Linked DNA regions of Gossypium arboreum: region 1 is linked to region 2. A link is a contact called in public Hi-C data. All regions are on one chromosome and are shown on one strand. The core of a region is the stretch at or near the end of the contact, and the rest is flanking DNA. Distances in the headings are between cores, read along the strand shown. Region 1 has its middle 23 kb from the start of LOC108479297. Region 2 holds the start of LOC108482932 (protein PIN-LIKES 7-like).

Region 1 (4,113 bases), core at 12-2,511, 120 kb before region 2:
GTTCAATACAAATTGTGATTTTTTAAGAGATATGGATTATGAAATTTAAGTTGTCAATATGTGAATTGATTTTTCTTAAAATATATTCTTTAAAATCATAACTCTTTTAAAGTAAATTATAAACCTTCAAATTAAAGTATAGCCTAACTATTTTAAATATACATTTAGAAAAAATTTAAAATTATTTTTGAGTATAGCAAATATAGATTTTAACTAGTATGCAATGCGGAAATTAATAATTTTAAATACTCATTTTAAAAATAAAATATATATTTTTAACTTTGTATTCGCACTCTTCATATAAATCAATCACTTTAAATACAATAGTTAAACATTAAAACAAACATCGAGATTATTATTAATCATATAAATACAATCACTTTACGATTTTTAAGGAATATATTTGAAGAAAAATCAATTCACATATTGACAACTTAAATTTCAAAATCTATACGCCTTCAAAAAATCACAATTTGTATTGAACAATTATCTTAAATTTAATTTTATAATTAAACCTACTCATGAGTCTATAGATACACATTATCTATATATCACATTTTAAGGAAGCAATTCTACATTGCATAGGAATAAGTTACAAACTTATTTATGAGTCTATATATACTGATATCTCATATTCCACATTGCTTAAGAAAATAAGAGAAATGAAACTTTTAATCTATATAAAGATCTGTTTTGTAAACTTTATTTTCACAATAATAAATGGCATCAAAAAAATATATATTGATATTGTCATTTTTAATACTGATGTGACAAAAAATATTTTACGGTCTGTAAATTTAAAAAAGAAGACGACATTTTTTGGTATGTTAATAGTTTTTAGCGTTAATGATGAAGTCCCTAATAGCCACATCACCTTGGCAGCATTAATAATTCCCAATAGCACGTTTTCTTTTCCAATTGAAAAGGCACGGGTACTACTATTCTTGTTTTGTTTTAAAAAGAGGTACTAAAATAGTTGAGTGCAGGGGATGGACCACACACAACGAAATATCATCAGAGACACACCCACCCAGCCGGGGCAAAAGAAAGCGAAGTTGGCATTAGGCAAATAATTAGTAAGCGGCACTTTTACCATTACCTTTGGCTTAAAAAAAAAAAACAAGAAATTAAGGATTTGTTTTGGTAAATTTTTAGATATTTTAGTAAAGTTTTAGAAATAATTTGGTTAAAGGTTTTCTTAATTTTTTTAAAAAGTAAAGTTGACCCTAAAATTTCTGGGCATATAAGAATTTGTTTGATTCCTTCGTAAAAGAGTTGACTGATCCATCTTTTTCGAGAGGAAGATATCAATAATTGATTATTGAATCCTCTCCTGTGTATGGAGGATTAGGTTGCATTGACGGTTTTTTTTTTTTTTTGTGTGTGTGTTTTAAATTGTAGAACAAGGACCAGGTTTAGAGCCATCTATATAACCTTTGCAGTTAGTATCATAGACATAGGGAAGTGAATTGAGATTTCAATAGAGTATTTTGAACTCTTATTTCAAATTTTGGTTTATCTCTAATAGAACCCATTTTGTCACCACATCCCTGCTATATAAGACTTACAAATTAATCATGCTGAGTTTTATCTATATTTCTTTTTGAAACTAAGATATTCATCATCTATAGTATTGATCAATTCTCTCGTTACATGTATTTTTTTTAAAGAGAAACAATTAACTATAAAACCCAAACACATAATTAAAGAACTACCTCATTAATAGTTTTACCTATTTATTTATTACTAGTATTATGCAATGAAGGACCGTTAATACCATATATTCATGGCTAAATATATCAAGCAAAAAGGGAGTAAAAGAAAACCAGCTAGGCCCGGCAATATGATCAGCGCAGTCTATTCAAAATCAATTTATTTTGTTTTTGTACTTTTTTTAAAAGAAATTTGATAAATATTCACTATCAAAATATAAATTTATGCACACATTATTTATATTTAATATATTGTTACTAAAAATGAATTATGCAGAAACGAAACTAAACTCTCTTTATAATACCTTATTTAAAATTTTATTTATATCTATAATAACATTTGGATGTTATAAAAAGATTATGTTATACCTCGATTTTTTACCTTATAATAAATAAAACTATTTTTAAATTAAAATTTTCAACTATATTTGTATTTTATTAATAAATTAAATCAAGCTACTTAATTGTTAATGTAAAAAAATTAATGATAATTTGTTCGGTAGATTTCATTCTCTTGGTGTTGATGAAGAATTCGATCCATATCTTCACTAAGAGACTTCAGAGGTGAATTGAAGGGGGCTGGCAGGGCCCCAACCCCCTAAAATAAAAAATTACTATTTAAGCCACTTAAAAATTTAAATTTTAAATTAGTAAAGGTAAAATTACACTTTGTCCCCTAAATTATAAAAATTTGAATTAATCCTTTAAAAATTATAAAGATATAGGCTATTAAAAATTAAAATTTCATTCGAGCGTCCTAAAGAAATTTTTTGTCTTTACCCCTGATAGGCCTCAATAACTTTTCCTTATAGGCTATACATGATTAATTTTATTGAACTACCTATAACATTTTATTGAAATACCTATAAAATTTTATTGATAATTAATATCATTTATTAAAATACCTATAATAATTTTGGTTGTTATAAATTGTATTTCTAAAGAAAATCGAAGAATACATATATTATCTCCAAATACTTATAAAGTATATTTATTTCATTTTAAATCTAAAATATATTTAAAATTATAAAAATAATTTGAATATTGCCCAATAATGGAAGCTTGGGTATGAATTTAAATATTGGGTGGGGTGTTTTTGATGATGGATTGAGATGCGCCCAAGTGGGTGCCATTGACAGAAGGAAAACTATAGTTATGGAAAGAGTGGAAATTTTGGCTAATTTAAATAAGAAGAAACATGTAGTGGTTCGTATTTTGGAGAAAGAAAAAATGGGAGTTAATACTAACAAAGAGAATGGGATTTTTTATGTTTGGTAAAACGAGCTCTCCCGTAACGCAACAGTTGATTGCTAACACTACTCACTATAAACAATGAGGGAAACCACTCGATAAGACTCTTGGGATCCAGGAGCAGCAATCGATTGATTTCCAATTAGCAATGGAAGGGTTGGTTTATGATCTCGAAAGGAATCCAGACAAAGATGTTATGGTGTCGGATCCTCAAGTTGTTGAGAAAGGTATGATTGTGGATCGCATTGATGGTGTTGAGGTTTATTGTCAGAATTTATTGTAATCTTATTTGGGTTTGGCTTATAAATTTTCTTATTTTTATTAACAATGAAATAATTTGTTGGAATTGCCAAGGAGTGGGACATCCTCGTTTTTACAGTTTTGTTAAAGAATACAAGAAGGAGTTTTTGCCAAATTTGTTTTGTTTGCTTGAAACCTGGGTTAGAGAAGTTAAGGTCGATGGTATTATTGTGAAAATTGGATATCCGAATTCTTTTAGGATGGAAGCAAATGGTTTTGTTGGGGGAATTTGGTTGTGTTGGAATGAGGATGTAATAGTGGATATCTTGAATATACATTCTCAAATGGTTCAGGTTAAAATCTATAGAACGATAAGCTCGGATCATTTCTTTTGTTCTATTGTGCAAGTCCTCATGCTACGATGAGAAGGGAGTTGTGACATTTTCTCAGCTCTCTGGTTGGTTCAGTGGAGGGACCTTGGATGCTTGCTAGTGATTTCAAATCTATTCTTGATGGAGGTGAAAGAAAAGGTGGGGCTTCTATCTCATGTGTAGGTTGCAAATGGTTTAGAGGGTTTTTATTCAACAATACTTTGTGAGATTTGGGTGTTAGTGGTGGCAAGTTTACATGGTGTAGGGGGTTTATCACAGAGACTTGACAGGGCTATCTGTAATTTAGAGCGGGATTCATTTTTGTCAGAATGTTCAGTGAGGAACCTTCACAGACTTAAAATCTGATCATAGACCGATATTAATTTCTCTTAAGCTGATAGTTAGCAAAGGTTTAAGGCCTTTCCGTTGTCTTGCTAGTTGGATGTCTCATATGGATTTTGGCAACATTGTTAATAGTTGTTGGAATAATTAGTTAGCAGTTGGTGATAATCTAGAACACTTCCATGAATCTATTAAGG
Region 2 (4,205 bases), core at 1,153-3,652:
GAAATATAAAAATGAATTATTTAGTATTTTGAAAATGTTTTTAAATTTTGTACTTTTAAGCTTTGGAAATTTTATTAATTTTTAACTTTATCTTTTTGGATTTTTAGATAATATTTAAAACTTTAATTTTATAATGTTTAACTTTTTTCAAATTTTATTATTTTTATTATTTTTGGATTTTAGAAATTTTTAAAGAAATTTTTTATATTATATAAATTTTTTAAAAAATTATATTCAACACCACTTGAAATTACCATTATTTGCTCATTTTGAAAACAATAAGGACTTAATTATTTTGTCAGATGGACCAAATTTTTTAAAATTAAAATGAAGTTGTAAAAATGTTTTATTTTTTTTGACAAAATACAATAATAAGATAAAGTCCGAATAAGAAACGCGACTAACGGGATTTAAACTCAAGTCACATCTAGAGCGGTGAACATCTTTGACCATCAGGCTATCACATGGAGTTTAATTGTAAAGGTGTTTTTATCAAATCTTTTACAAATTATTATGCTTTTATCTAGTTGTTGAGGAATTAAGGGTTTTTTTAATTTAATTGACTCAATAAAATTAATTATTTACAAAAATGACACAAGTCAAAACTTATGTATATAAATGACTCGTTTTCCACAGTGACCGCCAATGCCACTTGACATACCGGTGACATCGCTCCCTTATCATTAGCCAATCATCAATTTTTTAAAAAAATATTTTTTTGTGCTCTATAATTTAATATTTTATGGAAAATCTCTTTTTTGCATATTTGTTATTCTCTTTCCTTTGCCATACTTGATTCTTATTTTCCATAAAATATTCAATTCCATTTTATATCCTTATTTTACATATATGTTATTCTTTTCCTTTCATATATTTGACTTTCCTCTTTCGTCTATTTTATCTTCTCCCATATATATTTATTTCTCATTCTCATCTCATCTAATATTATTATTTTTAAACATTATTTCACTCACTGATGGTGACACTAACAAGCCAAAAGACAAAACCACCTATAAAGTAGACATCGATCACATATTTTCCCTTTATTTTTTGGTTTTTTTCTATTTCAACTGTTTCTTCTTAAGTATTAAAATATATATTTTTATTTTTTCTCCTTAAATACCCATTAATAGGTATTTTAAAAATATATACAGGTGTTGCACGATACAATAATAACAATCAAAAAACATTTTAAAAAATTGATAATTAACTAATGATAAAGAAATGATGCTATCGATATATCAAGCGACATTAATAATCATTATGAAAAATAGATTATTTACATAAATAAATTTTTACTTGAATCATTTTCATAAATAATTAATTCTTTAACATTAGTAGAAGAAAAAGCCGGAATTAGGAGTAATTAAAGCAATTAATTGACACTCAACAAATAGCGCGCATCCATCGTTAAGAAATTGAATAGATAACAGCAAGCGACCATTTTTCATTTATGCCTTCGATGTTTGACAGTTGGCTTAAAAAGCGTCCTTTTCGCTAATTTTATTTTTTAGGTAAATTGTACAATTAGTCTCTAAATTATGTTTAAATTTTTATTTTGATGATTTAATTAAAAAAGTTACAATTTGATCATTGAATTATTCGAAAGTTTTCATTTAAGTCATTAAATTATTTAAAAGTTTTAATTTAAGTCATTGGGCTATTAATTTAAAGAAAAAAAGCTTCACCAACAAGCTTCAAACAATAATTTGATGATCAGTACGGTGGATCAGTACCCATCGATGAATAGAAGAACGTATTTTAGATCCAAGTTGATCTATTGGTCAGCGTCAGAGATCGAGGAAAAAAGCTATTTGAATTTTGGTTTATAAATTCATGATGTCCAAAGTTGTTTCATGAAAGAAAAATAGAACTATAGAAGAAGAGAGAAAATTTCGATTGGTGTAAGTAGTATAAACAGAGAAAATCATATAGCATCAATTGAAAAACCTAGTGAATTAAATAAAATTTTTTGAATATTTCAGTGATTAAATTGTACATTTTTTAGTTTAGTGACCAATAGTGTTATTTACCCTATTTTGTGGGTACTATCCTTTTGGTTGACTTTACAATAAGATGCGGTATGGTGCTTGCTCAACTCACACTTTAACCATGTGATCGAGGATTCGATCTCGCTCATGAGGATAGAGCACATTTTATGGTCAAACGTTTATCTCTTTGAAAAGCATCTACGACAAGAAAATAATTACTATTACATATAGTTGATATTCTGATTTTGAAAAAAAATAATGTAAAAGAAAAATTAAGGACATTGTTTGTCCATGATTATGTAATCTTATCCTAACTATCATTGATCTTCACGCTGTTTCCAGTTGCTATCATTTTTTTATTATTGGTCCTGACCATCCAGCATTAATAGGACCTACCAATATGGTAGAATATTATAAGATACTTACCTTGAACCATAGCTTTTATCCTTTCTCCAGGCCATTTTTGCTTTTTCATCTCCTTCCTCTACAATCTTGTTAGATTGACATAACAATCCGCCTCCAAGCTTACCTTCATCTTGTTGTAAGAATTAAAAGCATCCAAACCTATTTAGCAATCCCATAGCAACGACACAATTACACAAAGGGAAAAGGGTAAGGAGGGCAGGCAGCTAAATTACAATCAGTTGTGACCTTCACCGATCTTTCCTCCACATTGGTTCATATGTCTTTTACTTAACTCCAATTTCCTTCTCTATTACCCTACACCAACAAATCAAATCAAAATACCTTTCTTTCATTTATCTCCCCAACTTAATTTTTTGTTTTCCTTTTTTAACGTCATTGTAACCGTACATCTCCGCTTAATGTTATCTCGCACCCATTGCATTGCATTGCACTGTATCTATCTGTATGTGCCCTCCCTTCCTTTTCCTCCTCTTCTGTTGTTTTAGCCTCACATATATTCATTTGTGCAAACCTGCAGCTACACAAACCATACTCATCATCATTGAAAGAGGGCTGCTGCACTGCACCAAATACATTTTCTGTCTCACTCACTCTCATCTATCATATATAAACAAATTAAAAACATGGGTTTCTGGACATTGTTCGAGGTTGCTTCCATGCCTATCTTGCAAGTACTTATAATCAGTTTGTTAGGCGCTTTCCTGGCGACTGATTACTGCAAGCTTTTCCCAGAAGACACTCGCAGATCCTTGAATAAGGTACTAATTACTTGACTATTTTCATGAATAATCGTTTCTATAGGCGATTAAAGGCAGCATAAGTAGGCTTTTTTCATGCTAATTAGTTAACTTGACTGTAATATCATCATAATATCTTCTTCAGTTCTTAGATTTGTTTATGTTATGTGATTAAACGCAGCTTGTGTTCGTTGTGTTTACCCCCTCGCTCATGTTTGCAAGTCTGGCCAAGACCGTCACGCTCCAAGACATTATTTCATGGTAGGATACTTACATACATGCATATAGACTTTGATGGCTTGGTTTCAATGTGTTTGATCATCAATCAACTCACAGGTGGTTTATGCCTGTAAACATGGGAATCACCTTTCTAGTGGGAGGAATAGTGGGATGGTTTGTGGTTAAGATACTGAGACCAAAGCCCCATCTGGAAGGTCTTATTATTGCGACATGTTCAGCTGGTATGGTCGAAACTTGAAAGAACTTTCAAGGCCCCCTTTTTCCCTACATGTGACTAAGTTGTAGTTGAAATTATTTCTAGGGAACGTGGGAAATCTTCTCCTTATACTTGTCCCTGCAGTCTGCAATGAAGATAGAAGCCCATTTGGAAACCGTGATGTTTGCAACTCAGTTGGACTCTCCTATGCATCTTTCTCCATGGCGGTAATTACACGTGGTTATTTCAAGCCTACAGAAGGACTGATTAATCATATTCACATGTGCTTTAATTTGGGTAATTAATGCAGCTTGGTGGTTTCTACATATGGACAATCAGTTACCAAATGATAAAATCTTCAGCAGTGAAATCCAAAGCACTTGAAGCAGCTGAGGAATTCGTTTCAAAAGTAGAAGCCAACAACAACTTGGATGCCACCGCCCAATCTCAGCTTCTGAAAGAAAGAAACGAGGAAGGTGCTATAACAACAGTGGCAACAAAGGAAGTTGAAGATCCAGAGCAACATGCAGTGGGTAGCCTTGCCTTTTTATACAAATAATTAAGATATAAAGTAGAAAGTAGAGAGGATATAATTAAAAAGTGGTGGCACTACTC

Evidence for each region. Hi-C and Micro-C count contacts between places; a contact is called where the count stands out from the background.
Region 1: a Hi-C map of leaf shows a contact between it and region 2, with 1.8 times the contacts expected there. The contact joins the enhancer-like site here to the promoter of LOC108482932 in region 2. A contact is called at or near these places in 2 of 5 Hi-C or Micro-C datasets (both in leaf).

Annotation. Positions count from the first base shown.
Region 1 is chr7:34,570,314-34,574,426 of ASM2569848v2, reverse strand. No RefSeq gene overlaps it. Among protein-coding and RNA genes, the nearest start is that of LOC108479297, 23 kb to the left of the region's middle. Within about 2 kb of position 1,261, at least 2 of the 2 cell types and tissues checked have an H3K27ac peak or open chromatin away from gene starts, as enhancers often do. A contact at or near this core is called in leaf, where this site is marked.
Region 2 is chr7:34,452,423-34,456,627 of ASM2569848v2, reverse strand. It overlaps LOC108482932 (protein PIN-LIKES 7-like), which reads left to right and starts at 2,402. Exons shown (of 10, transcript XM_017786060.2): 1 at 2,402-2,603; 2 at 2,935-3,175; 3 at 3,336-3,415; 4 at 3,491-3,615; 5 at 3,696-3,817; 6 at 3,901-4,119. The coding sequence starts at 3,041.